2 separate regions of the Sus scrofa genome follow, and region 2 is linked to region 1. A link is a contact called in public HiChIP or PLAC-seq data. All regions are on one chromosome and are shown on one strand. Each heading gives the region's core, a stretch centred on a gene start, on an enhancer-like site or on the middle of the called end of the contact. The rest is flanking DNA. Distances are from core to core; before and after follow the strand shown.

The links. HiChIP or PLAC-seq counts read pairs in DNA pulled down with a chosen protein or histone mark.
Region 2: an H3K27ac HiChIP or PLAC-seq map of alveolar macrophages shows a contact between it and region 1. The contact joins two enhancer-like sites. A contact is called at or near these places in 3 of 47 Hi-C or Micro-C datasets (adipocytes, embryonic fibroblasts and skeletal muscle) and 2 of 2 datasets of contacts at active chromatin or transcription factors (alveolar macrophages and skeletal muscle).

The regions. Positions count from the first base shown.
Region 1 is chr2:145,030,915-145,037,710 of Sscrofa11.1, reverse strand. No RefSeq gene overlaps it. Among named protein-coding and RNA genes, the nearest start is that of NR3C1, 100 kb to the right of the region's middle. Within about 2 kb of position 4,165, at least 5 of the 83 cell types and tissues checked have an H3K27ac peak or open chromatin away from gene starts, as enhancers often do. A contact at or near this core is called in alveolar macrophages, where this site is marked.
Region 2 is chr2:145,141,410-145,148,205 of Sscrofa11.1, reverse strand. No RefSeq gene overlaps it. Among named protein-coding and RNA genes, the nearest start is that of NR3C1, 220 kb to the right of the region's middle. Within about 2 kb of position 3,390, at least 13 of the 83 cell types and tissues checked have an H3K27ac peak or open chromatin away from gene starts, as enhancers often do. A contact at or near this core is called in alveolar macrophages, where this site is marked.

The DNA.
Region 1 (6,796 bases), core at 2,916-5,415:
ACATCATGGAAGCCATTTAAGGTAACTGGTGTGACCCTCCAGAGCTGGCCCTTGGCCATGGTGAGCCTGGCACCCCCCTCCGCAGCCTGGTCCTCTCTGGCTGCAGGCGAGTTCCCCAGGGAGACTTCTGTGGGGAGCCCAGGCTTCACCCCCATCTGTTTCCCATGGGCCACAAGCCTGTCTGCATCTGAGACTCATGCTGGGAGGCTCATCCAAGCCCACTTCTCTGAAACTTGCTGACCTGGACTTGGGAATCAGCATGGAATGTTCTTAGTTCCAGGCTCATCTTTCCACAAGAGCTTTCTCTTTTGACAGCTTGAAAGGCAGCCGGTTTCTTCACCATCTCCCACCGCCCACAAGCAGGAGGCAGAACAGTTTTGCAGGCACAAACACCAGGACGAGGACGAGAAAGCCCTTCTGCAGGGGTCTTTCCAGGCTTGTGGAAGGGAAGAATGGCCCTGCCCGCCCCACAGTGAGGGAACCTTGCTGGGTAGGGGGCAGAGATTTCAAAACAAGTACAACCCATGTTGTTAAGGCTCGTTATGGCACGTCACTGAGAAGGCCTGGGGTTTGGACTAAGCCAGGAAACCACTTACCCCATGTCATCATGCTGTACCATAAAAACTGTAGCTCTACATAGAATAATTTTTAAATAATCCGTTACAGGACTCTTTTGGCTGTTTCCTTCCAGCTATTTACAGGGACTTCACAATACATAGATATGTTATAGCAAAGTTTGGGGAAAATGGGATAACAGAGAAGCTGTTACATCTAGCAAGTCACTTTTCTCTGAGATCCTCAGCTTCTTTATTAAGAGTGAGCAAACACCATGATTTACTCCACAGGACTGCTGAGAGGACTAAAGTTGGTGTGTGGTAGGTGCATGGCCCAGGCTGAGCCCTAGAGCTCATAAGCAGTAACTGCTATCATCATTTATGATGAAACACTATTTAAAAAGAAAATTCTGTAACTCAGGCTTTTAACCCCAGGACAAACTTTTTTTTTTGGCTTTTTAGGGCCACACCTGTGGTACATGGATGTTTCCAGGCCAAGGGTCAAATCAGAGCTGCATCTGCCAGCCTACACCACAGCTGCAGCCACGACCTACACCACAGTTCACAGCAATGCTGGATCTTTAACCCACTGAACGAGGCCAGGGATTGAACTCACGTCCTCGTGGATACTAGTTGGGTTTGTTACTGCTGAGCCACAATGGAAACTCCAAGGACAAACTCTTTTATCAGTGAGAGCCAAGCAAGGGTTTATTGTGTTTGCTAGGGTGACTATTTTTAGAATTTTCCTTAGATTTCTCAGTTTAGAAATAATTTAGAAATTAGAGTTGGATCCTTCTTCTGTAGATGGGACAGTTCAGTCCCACAGGGGGCAGTTCTGAAGTGACATGGAGTCAGGCAAGTTGCTGATAAAAATACTCAGTTCATAACAAAGGTCTTGGCTTCATTAGAACTAATGACATATGGTCTCTATGCTATGTTTATTCCACTTCCTGGGCAAAAGGCACTTGGAGACTCATTCCAATAAAAGGAGTTGCAGTCTATATATAAGGGGCCTAATCTTAACCGTTGTGATTTTTGATACCAGTTTTCTAAAAAGAAGAAGAGTCAGCACAGTCTGGTTCTTAATGTATCTCTCCAGTGCTCAGCCATGGACCAGCCACTGTGCTCAGTGTTCTATGTGAATTGCCTGTGCGTTAGATACCATACCTATACCCATTTTCACAGATGACAACACGGAGGCTTAAGCTATGAGGTCTGCTACTCCCTTACCCGCCTGACAAACCCCCATCAGTGTCATCCTGACCAGGCTCTCTATGCGACTAAGGAGTGTGTACCTTCTCTTCAGGCTGACTGTGAAGTGTACGAGCAGATTCCTGGGCAAGTCACATCACCTCTTTGCACCTCAGTTTCCTCACTGGTCAAACAGGGAAAACTTTTTACCTCAGATACAACTGTTGTGAGGGTTAAATGAGATGATGCCTGTCAAGCACTTAACCTGAAACAACCTGCCTCTCTCTTCAGGAGCCCCGCCCGTCCCTTCTGGAATATCACACTTTACTTGATCGGAAAGAATTTCCCCAGATGGTCCAGCCTGACAGTCCGCTGTTCCCAGCCAAGGTCGTGTTCCATAGCTAGCTCCACCCCACCCCACCCCACCCCCCGTTTTGGCTTCCTCAGCTGGAAGGTTCATCTTTCATGGTCATTACAACTTCCTTCATCAGTGCCATTAATTCCCAGTCTAAGAAATGTATGAATTCCTGTGATTCTGTTGGTTTCTGGGCTAAAAGATTTAACAGATCTCCAGAGTCACATGCTTCTCTGTTCCCAGGCTTCCTCTTCATAAAAATGAAATCTTAAGGAAATCCATCAGGCCAGCTTGTTCATTCTTAAGGGATGTGCCTTGAAGAAAGGCTTTGCATTATACCTCTGCTCTTGCCAGGCTGCATGAAGTCACCGAGGGCCACATACCACGCTAAATTCTCTCTCTCTTTCTCCTTCTCTCTCTCACCTCCCCACCTACTTGCATATTGTCCTCTGTTTTCAATATCATATATCATTATCATTATCATATCATCCTCTGTTTTCATTATCATATTTTGTCATCACCTTCCCTAGAAGGACATTTAAAAAATAGGCTCTGGAGCCAGGCTTCCTGGGGGGAAAAGTGACCCCACTACTTCCTTAGCTGTGTGATCCTGGTAAACTGAGTGCCCTCCCTGTGCCTAGTTCCTCATCTCTAAAAGGAGATATGAATAGCACCTACCTCATAAGGTTATTTGAGAAGTAAATGAACGGAGCACTTAAAACAGTACCTGGCCCATGGCGACCTCATATGCGATTAGTGTTGTTCTAGTCAATAGATGGCAAACTCTGGTTTTGAAAGGTCAATAACTTACACAAGGTCACGCAGGCTCTGAGGTGCAGAGCTGGCACTGGCTGATGGCAAAGCTGTAGTGATGGCAGTGCTGTGCTGCCTCCTGTTTAACACACACGGTGTACTCAGCAGGCACAGCTGAGCATGGCAGAACACTCAGAAGAGACAAACGCCCTTTGACCATCAGTTTCACTTCTAAGAATTTGACTGAAGCTTGAGCAAGTATATAAAGGCCCACGGATAAGGATGCCTATTGCGACATTATTTGAGATGGCATCAGACCAGGGTACATTTTCAGTGAATAGGAGTTCTCTCTGTGGTGTAGCAGGTTAAGCATCTGGCTTTGCCTTTGCAGGATCAATCCCCAGCCAGGGAACTTCCATAGGCCATGAGTGCAGCCAAGGGAAGAAAAAAAAAAAACTAGAATATAAAAAGGCTGTTAAAATGTAGTACAAACTAAATAAATCAGTGTTTCTCTCTGTATGATCTGTTGAGTCTGAATTTTCATGGAAAATGTCAAATTGACTTTTTAAATATCATTGGGGAACAGGCTGTGGGAACTCTTCCCAGGCTAGAGAGAGAATTGGGACTCGAGTATTCTTTTCCTCTCTCTCTCCTCCCTCTTCTTTTTTTGTTTTATTGAAGTAGAGTTGATTTACAATACCGTGTTAGTTTCAGGTGTACAGCACAGTGATTCAGTTATATATGCATGTTTGTATTATGTATTCTTTTTCGGAGTATTTTCCCCTATAGGTTATTGAAAAATATTGAGTATAGCGCCCTGTGCTATAGGTAGGTCCTTGTCGGTTATCTATTTCACATGTAATAGTGTGTATATGTCAATCCCAAACTCCTAATTTATCCCCCACTGATTCCCCTTTGTTATCTTCCTCTCCCTTGATGGCTCTCCAACTCTGAGCACCAAAGTGCCTCGCATGTCAAGGTTCGCCAGACCTAGGAGCTCAACTTTATTTCCAGAAGGAAAGAGAGTTCCTTTACGGGTGCTGGTGCCTGGCCCACCTGTGATAGGTGGGGTGAGCGGTATGCAACTGGGTCCCCTGCCTATGACCGCAGGAGACACTGCGGTTCTCCAGACTCACGCTGCCGTGTGGACCAACCATATGGAAAACGAATACCTGGATGGTCGGGCAAAGGCTTAGGCTTCTTTTTTTTTTTAATTAAAAAAAAGGTGTTATGCTGTTTAACACAGAGCACTGTGCACTTCCCTTTGCATGTGTAGACACAACCCTGCTTGAATCTGTATTAAAAAATAGAATTGGCAATGGCTTTTGCTCCCCCTGAGCTTGCCAAAAAGGTTGGAAGTGAGCATGCTTCTTCCTGCCTCTCTTGGCTGTGTTCCCTCTTAGAAGCTGGTGGAGACAGGATCCTTCTCTTCCATAACTTTCCCTTGAGCGGTAAGTGGGCTAAGGGGTGGGGTCCAGGAGAAGCACCCCCACCTTCCATAATCAAGGAGGTGCTGATGTAGAAAGATCAGGTGCTGGCAACAAAACTGAGGAGCTTCTGATGAAGTTCCCATGCTGTTTAATCCTTAATCATCCCTCCTGGCATACTTCCCATTGCTACTGCTTGCTTAAAATTGGAAAGGACTAATTGCCTCAATCTGTATTTTCTATAAAGCCAAGCTCAATGCAAAACCCACAGGGACTCCTTGCATGATCACCGTGACCTAATAGGCTATTTTATTTGCTTCCAAGAAGCTTCTTCCATCTTCCTCTTACATTCTAAAATTTTCTTAGTCCCAAGTGACAGTCAGCGATATGGGAGATATCGAAATGCTTCCTGCAGAGAAACAAGATGTTAGTTGAATTCCATACCCATCTCTCCAAATGGGTTTAATTATCAATGCGGTTTGCTGCCATGAACGTGAGTCTTTATGGAAATTACCTTAACTATTTTGTTTTTCCTAAAGACTATTCTGGAGATGAAAATAATCATTAAGCCTCACAGCTTCTACACCAAAAAATGTCAGATTGTTTCAGCTAATTAAAATTGAAATTTGAGGGCTCTTGTGATCTCAAATATGTCATTCAAATGTAGGCTTTCTCAGGAGAAAAAGTTTGTTGCACACTTCAGGAATGAAATTACAAGATCCACCCAAGTTATTGCATAAACTTTTGGTTTCTACACAAAGGCTAATCCTGTGCACATGCAGAGAAGCCCAGCCCCAGGTGCTGTCCCTTCTTTGCCAGAGAGACAGCTATCTCTCCTCCTAATGCTTGAATTCTGCCTTTTGTGAAAATTACCTTAAACCCACTAATAGCCACAGGAGGAAAATATAATCAATCCCTAATAACTTGCAGTCAATTTGTTTGTTAAATCTTTCCCTCTCTTGGAACTCAGAGTGTTTTCCTCCCCATTGCTTTCCTTTCGTAGATATGGCTAGAGGAAGATGCATAGGCAAAATGAGTACATATTATTTAGAAAAGAATTTAATTTCTTACCTCCTAATAAGAGATGTGGTAGGACACAACTGCTTGAAGGGAAGAAGGAAGGAAAAGGTTGGGCTGAATGTGGAGAGACAGAAACAGGAGACAGAAGAAAAGGCATGGAGAACCTTAGCCACAGTGGCATTGGGCCAGGATGGAAATGCTTACCAGGGGAGGGATATAGGTAAGGTGTGAGCACAGAATAAGAGAAACACGCCAATTTCTACAGAAGGCATTCGCATCTCTGGTTACCTGTGCACACCAGCTCTGTAAGAGTAACACATTCCGAAAATAATATTTAGACTTGGAGTCTCACTTTTTATGCATGGAGGTGAATTCTAAGAAATCAGAGCCAGTTTCCAGTCCTGAAAGCATTCCAAAGCGATCCTGTTAACAGTCCAGCTCCAACCAGGTAGCCATCCCTGAGCCAAATAACTAAGAATGCAAGCATGGGGGCGTGGGGCTTCTTCGAGCCCTGAAGAGATGTTCTCACAGAAGGGTTTGAGGCATTCTGTGACTTGTGTGACCTCAGGGAAAGTAACTTTACCTGCGGGAGCCTCTGCTTATCAGTAAAATAGATCATACCTCCTCCTGTAAGGATCACTGCTCTATAAACCTTAAACTGCTAGTCAAGGATGTTGGGACCTGTTGACAGTAAGTTTGGGATAAATCACGAGTGTTTATTAGGCTGCCAGAAGAGCAAGCTTGATCTTGGATCTTAATAATGTAAGTATTTACATTAAGATGAGAGTGGTGACAACCTTCTTCTATTGGATAAAAATCTGATCTCACTAAAAGAGATACTGGCAAACTGAATCAGGATATGGTGGAATTTAATAATACTTCTTTACAGCGTAAGATCATATCATTCAGAAAGGCTTAAATAAAAAAAAAATCCAGGGAGTTCCCATTGTAGCTCAGTAGGTTCCAAAGCCAACTAGTATCCATGAAGATGTGGGTTCAATCTCTGCCTCATTCAGTGGGTTAAGGATCCGACATTGCCATGAGCTGTGGTGTAGGTCTCAGGCGTGGCTTGGATCTCACACTGCTGTGACTGTGGCATAGGCCAGCAGCTACAGCTCTGATTTGACTCCTAGCCTGGGAACTTTCGTATGCTGCAGGTGTTGCCCTATAAAGCAAAGGGGGATAAAAACTCCAATCTACAGGGTCTTAAACAGGTAGAAAAGTATTATTTATTTTTACATAGCAAAGTGTCTACAGACAAGTTGTTTCTGACATTGGGTCATTGACGCAATGATGTTAAGGCTGGTGTCGCTATGATTTGCTTGACCTTTCCTCGTGATTACAAGAGGGCTGTCAGAGCTCCAGACATCTCATCCATGTTAAAAGCAGGAAAAGGGGAAAAACAAGGCTACTAGTTTGATCTGTCTATGCTAGTCAGAAAAGCAAATTTTTCTCTGAGAAAACTCTAAGAAGATGTTTGCTTATATGTCATTCAT
Region 2 (6,796 bases), core at 2,141-4,640, 110 kb before region 1:
CTGACTTCATTATTTCCTCCTCACCTGTTCTCAAAGGTAGAGGTATTCATACCCTGTCCAAGGCTCATCCCTCCACCACTCCTCTGAGCTCTAACTTCCTACCCATGTCTCTATCTTTTAGCATGACATCATTTTTCGCTTGTACGAATACTTCTTTCACTAGAGTGAATTTCTTGAAAGCAGAAGGATACTGTTAGCATCCTTTAAGCCACATGCCCAGCAAGTGCTTGACCTATGGTACTCCATAAATATTAGCTGGATGGACAGATGGCTATGAATATACAACTTCAATGTAGGATGCTTACATTCTTTTTATTTCTGGTGTATCTTAAAAATATGGAAGAGCAATCCTTCAGTCAATTCCAGTATGTTAGCTGATTAAAGACTGAGAATAAAGAGTATCTTCTGGTGATAGAGTATTCCATTCTTGGAATTTTAATACTGCCCGATAGGATAGTTGAGTTGTCTCAGACACCGGAACTCCAGCCTGTGTGAATTGGTCCACTGCTAGCAAAGTCAAACTACTCAATATATCTAAAGCGAGGACAGTACAACACTCAAAATATTCTTTTATAAGCAATATTTCTGTACTATTTGTGCTTCACTGTGACCTTGCTTAGCAAAATAAGTCAGTGGCATTACCAAAAAAAAAAAAAAAGAATTAGTGTCTTAACACTTAAAAATAGGGTTATCTGTAACCTAGCAACCCAATCCCTCAGACTTGCCCAAAGTATGTAATAAATAATCTTGTCGGAGATACCTTTTGGAGTGTCTTCTTGTGATAACTTTCCTTCCCCTTAGACCCTGAATGGGCCCTGAGGCGTCGCTAGTTAACTGCAGCACCTCAACCATCGGCTACTGTTGACTGGACAAGGGCAGGACCCTGAGCACAAATGGAATGAATCAAAGAGTCTTCTCAGAGAGAGTGAAATTCGGATCAGGGGAAAGAAATTTAGTCTTTCCACTTGAGTGGTCTCCTAACATTTGGGTTGGAGCACCATGGCCACCAGGTTCTGCCAATGAGGGCTGGGGAGCTGCAGAAGCAAGTCTCAGAGAATAAGAATGAGATAGACATGTCGAACAAATCAGAGACGAGGGCTGGACAGAGGAAATGGCCTGCATTCACAATGACTGTGCACTTCCAGATATTTCTGAGGCCCATCTGTGCACCCTGCCGTGGGGGCTTCATATGATAAGATTCTCTTAGAAAAAGATATTCCTTTGTGTGTAGCATGAGTAGTTTTTTCTTTAACTTGAAACCAGGATGTCCAAAGCATTATGTTTTCATTCTGTTGAATTGGAAGGGGGGCACGAATGGCTTCCAAACTCTCCATGAGGCTTATCTAGTTTTAACTAAATTTGATTTATCATGATCATGGCTTAGGCATATGAAGTGAAGAGTAAAAACCTCCCATCTATCCTCAGTCCCTAAAAAAGTACGATTAATAAGTATTTTATCTGTCTCCTAAGAAATTGTTGATAAATATACAGGCAGATTTATTTATATCTGCTTTCCATAAATGGAATCATTTTATAAATGTCCTGAAGCTTGTTTTTTTTAGAGGAATAACACCTAGGAGATATTCCAAAATCCAAAAATATAGATATTATTTATAAGGGCTACATGATATCTCATTGTACGGAAATTCTGTAATGCATTAAACAAATCCCCTAGGATTTAGGTTGTTTTTAGTTCTCTAGAATTACAATCAATGCAGCAATGTCTTCCCCGTGTATCTTTGAGTACTTGTGTGAGTCTCTTTGCAGTATAAATCCTTAAATTATAATTGCCAGGGCCTATGATTTAGGCATTTTATGGGTCAATAAATATTACTTAGTTGGCTCGCCTTTCATGAGTCTTTGAAGAAAGGACTTTCATGAGTCCCGTAAGCAGGGCCAGAAAAGGTGTGGACTAGTGAGTCAGACGAAGCACCTAACACTGAAGTGTGAAAGGGAGCATGGTTTTGTGTGACAGAGGCCAAAAGATGCTCGATTCCTCCTCACCTGCCATAACCAAGGTCACTGAGTTCTTAATGGACCATACTGAGTTGCCATGATACAGATTCAGATTCACCCGTATCCCGCCTGATGGATTGAGATGTGACACCTAAAGCCCAGATTGTCGTGGTTGAGAAACACGAACTCAGCAGATCCTTGGAGAAGAGAACTCCCCCTCTAAGCCACTACCTATTTCCAATAGTGCTGAACAAGAGAGGAATGACAGCATTCTCCGCTATCTCAAGATTTATATGGCGCTCAGTGGTTTATAAAGCACATTTTAGTCTTTATAGGACTCTGGAGTAGCTATGACTGTAATACGCATTTTACAGACAATGAAACAAAAGACCAAAAATATTTGGTGACTTTCCCTCAATAATAGAACCAGTCAGTTTTAGAGTCTGAATTCAACCCAAGGGCTTCTGATGACAAAACAGGCTACATTTAAGCTGCACCACTTAACTGAAATAGCTGCTTTTGACCCCCTAAACAAACCGTTTGTTTGTAGCTAGTTCAAGGCATTTGTTAAAGGATAATTAGCTTTTCAATTAGGCATTTGGGAGCCATGGAAACACAGCTCCAGGGATTCAGCAGGGACCTTTTAGGATTTGAATCTCAAGGTTTCCCTCTCAGGTTATTGGGTCAAAACCTACCACATGTTAGAAAAGATTGAAATCCACTTAGCAGAGAGTTTATTGAGCATGAGCTCTTAGGAAAGAGATGACTAAATACTTCTGATAATTAGTCAAAAAGTCCTAAATTAGCAAAGCTTTCTGAGAAATTTTGACATGTTAGGAAACTCTTAGAATTATCAAACTGGTTTTCTGCAGCCTCACTGTCTCCCTGCACACACACACACATACACACACACACACACACACACACAAAAGCTACCAAAGGTCATTCTTAAATTTCCTTGCGGTTTGAGTTCCATTGCCAAATCAACAGCAGAAAATGTTGGCGCACAAGGGCACACCACTCTCTGTGTCCGGTTGCCGTGGGTCCCTGTTGGGAAAGACAGTTCCCTCAAGTGCCTGGGGCTTTGCCTTGCAATCAGGAGTGTTAAAAATAGATGTGTACACGCAGGGGAACAACCATGGGAAGTGGGTTTTTGGCATTTCCTTTGGTCATATGTGCATCTGTTACCCGCCAACTGATTTCTAGAATGTGATTACGGATAGCTTACAGTAACAATTTCTATACCAAATACCTAACTAATAAAAACATGTGACTCTTCAGGGGTACAGAAGCCAAGTCCAGTGACAAACGGAGAAGGCAATCCAGCTGATTCAGACCTTGGACTAAACAAATCAGCATAAATTATGGGCTGAAATATTCATGGTGTTGACCTCCTTCCCTTCTGTGATTCATAATTTCAGTGCTTCCCATCAATGATCTCATTCAGAACTGCAGATTGAAGTACCATCACATGCTGATGACCACAGCTCCCCTAGCGCTAGACCTCTCCACCGAGCTCCAATCTTGCGTAGCCAACATCTCCAAATGACCAGCATATGAGTGCCTGAGACTGGAACAAAGCAAAACTTTGTGGAAGTTTCCCCCAAATGAGTAAATGGCACCATCATTCACCCAGTTGCCCAAACCACCCTTAGGAATCAGCATTGATTCCACTTTTTCCCTGTCTGTTTCACCAGCAGGGACCTCCATCTTCCCCTGACCACAGCTGCTTTTCTAGTCCACACCTTCTCCATTTCTCCCCTGCACCACCAAAACATGCTTGCTTTTGCTGCCCATTCTCAGCAACCCACCCTGCTGCTGGCGCCCCTGCTAAATTCCCCCCTGCTAAACCCTCCACAGTCTTCCCATCACACTCATGATGAGGTATGGATGCCTTATCCTACAGGATCCAGGGCCGCCCCACCTGTCTGACTGATGTCCTTCTATCCCATGGACACTCCATATGCTCCTGTGTTACTGTCTCCATTCCTCAAACATATGAAGCTCATCCCTTCAAGCCTTTCCCTCCTCCTCTTCCTGGAATGCTCTCCACTCAGATCCTCACAGGATTGGTTCCTGTTGTCACTGGGGTCTCAGTTCATCCTCCAGACCTCCCCTGAGCACCCAGTTCTGTGTGACCCCTTCCACCCCTCAGCCACGAGCACACGTATCACCTCGCCGTCTTTTATTTTCCACTTGGTTCCCATCACTCCCCGGTATTATATTTTATACTTTTTCATGTTAGCACTCCTCCATTAGAAGGTGAATGAATTCTCTGAGGATCAGCACCTTGTCTAACTTCTCACTGCGTTCCCAAAGCCTGGCCAAGTTGAATGAATCCTTGCCTGATTGGGTTGATGGGGCCAAAGGCTGGTGTCATGGTTAACCCAGATGGAGCAAGGCAGCATTACTCCCAATGATAAGTGTCATTGTGTGTGCAGCCTCTGCCTCATGTAGGAATTTCTTCTGGAGGAGAAATGAAGGTTCCAGCCAGGACCACCTAACTCGGTGGGGGCAGTTTGTCACAAACTGAATCCTGCTTCATGTTCCCAGATACAAAGAGAACCAGAAAGTTTGTGACAGATTCATGTTTTCATTTACTCTGCAAATATTTATTGAGAGTATACTACATGGAGAAACTGGCGTAGTGACTGCTCAGTGGTGGAGGAGACGGAAGTAGTCTCTGGTTTCGTAGAACTCATAGTCTAGTGGGGGAGACATGGTTAACGATTAACTACACAAATAAATGGTGGGTTATTTTGTGATGGGAGCTAGGAGGAAAGCACAGGAGGCTATGTCAGGGAGACCTCTGTGCCAAAGATATTCAGATAAAGGGTCTCTGAGAAACCATCACACAAGGTCGGCACTGAGGCAGGCTGGCAGAAGGAAGCACCACCACCAGGCCAATCCTGCCTTGCTCCCCTTCTCTTTCCCTCCACTGTCATTCCATTTACTAGAAAGGAGGCACACGCAGCACAAGGCTGGGTGACCCTACTGCCTCCAACCATTGGTCTTGAGCCAGCTGATCAGTGATGTGCTCACCTTTGGTCCTTCCTCCTACTCACGAAAAATCAGGATGTAGCCAAGAGCTCACCTGGGCAGGAACAGTACCACATGACTGCCAGCACTGGGACTTCATCAGCATGCTCGATGGCTGGCACCGAGAGCTTTGTGTGTACCAGCCGGCATTCTAAGCATTTCCTCTCCCGATGGCCTTCTGTCTTCACTGCTCTTGTGGTAACTACAAGCATGCATTCCCTTTACAGATGAGAAAACTGATATACAGAGAATTGAAGTAACTTACCCCAGGTCAGAGGAGAAAGTGACAAACCCAGAATAAAAACCAGGTCTGTCAGCCCCCTCTGAGCCACCAGACAAAGACCCTTCTCTGTGGCAGAAATCAATGACTGGAAACTTCTCCAGGGCAGCCAGGAACTAGTACAAGGGGGGCCCTGCAGTCCCTGAGATAATTTGGGATGAAAGGAGATGCCTTGGATTCAAGGCTCTGTGTTGCTTGATGTTACCGGATGTAAACCCTCCTCAGTATCTGTTTACTAATCACATTCTGTACTCTCAAGGCACAGCATACTTTGAAGATAAGACTCATTCGTTCTCAGAAAATTTCTTTGAGTCAGAAACCATCCTGATTACTTTGCAGATAAGGCAACTGAGGCAGAAGGCCAACAAACCAATATGGCCACATCTCCTAAGTTGTATCAGAAGCAGAAGACACACTGCAGGTCCCATCACTTGTGCTCCATGGGCTGGTCACCCAGCATCTCCAAGCCTCAGCCGCCTCGTCCACAGAATGAGGGAACTAGAGGGGCTTGCGCACCTCTCTGAGAGCTGCCCTTTTCCCCAAATTGATGTTACCTGTGTTGGGCATGGTGGTCACCAGTTGGCTCTGCCCACCCAGAAACTGGCTTTTTTTTTTTTTTTTTTTTTTTTTGGTGCCAGTTGTCAGTGTTCCTGTGGGGAACTACCTTCTTCTGGGAGCCCCAGGGCAGGTCCCCAGGCAGAGGAGGACAGGACATGTGAACGGATGCATCCCTGCTTCCCACTGGGGAGCAGTGGTTTCCCAAATAAAAATGAAGTTGTCATTAAGCAAAACCCACCCACGTCCACCACAAGGGATGGGAGAACTTAAGCTTCCTCTGACCCAGGATGCAAGGGGTCCCAGCCTAGGCTCAGCCGGAAGAGAGATCTCTTGAAACCCGAGGGCAGGTAGGGCACTGGGGGGAATAAAGGATCAACACAGAGGGCATGCAAAGCGAAGGAGGAAAACCACACCGCCTGGCTTTTACTCCAATTTGTCATCTAACCCCCTTCTCCTTTGCTCCTAAGTCTGCACCATGTTCTCCCACCGTAAAGGGCAGATTTGTGGTTGTTTTTCTTTTTAAATTCCAAACAACATTTATTTATATTTTTTTTTTAAAAAAAAAGGTCCCTATTGTTCCCTCTCCATGAGGAATGAAGAAAAAAAAATCTGGACTAATTTAAGGCTCTTTAGATGAGAGGAAGGAAAGATATGAAACAAATATGACACCAAGCCAAGAAGGAACTAGGGAGACCGTGGAAGAAAATAGCTCTAACCAGAAGTTGCAAAGGTGGCTCCAGGGCTGATTCAGGCCCTCTGCCATGTTTTCTTCAGCTGGGACAATGGGGACTTTTAAAATGAATTAATTGTGAGCATTTAAAAATTGGAATATTTCATATAAAATGGTTTTGCTTGAGAGCATTAGGCTAGAATAGAAGAGCAGTCGTTCCCTCTGGATGCTGCCTCAGTTCTCTGTCCTCCACGTCTCTGGAAGCCTACTCTTCATTGACCTTAACTGCCAGA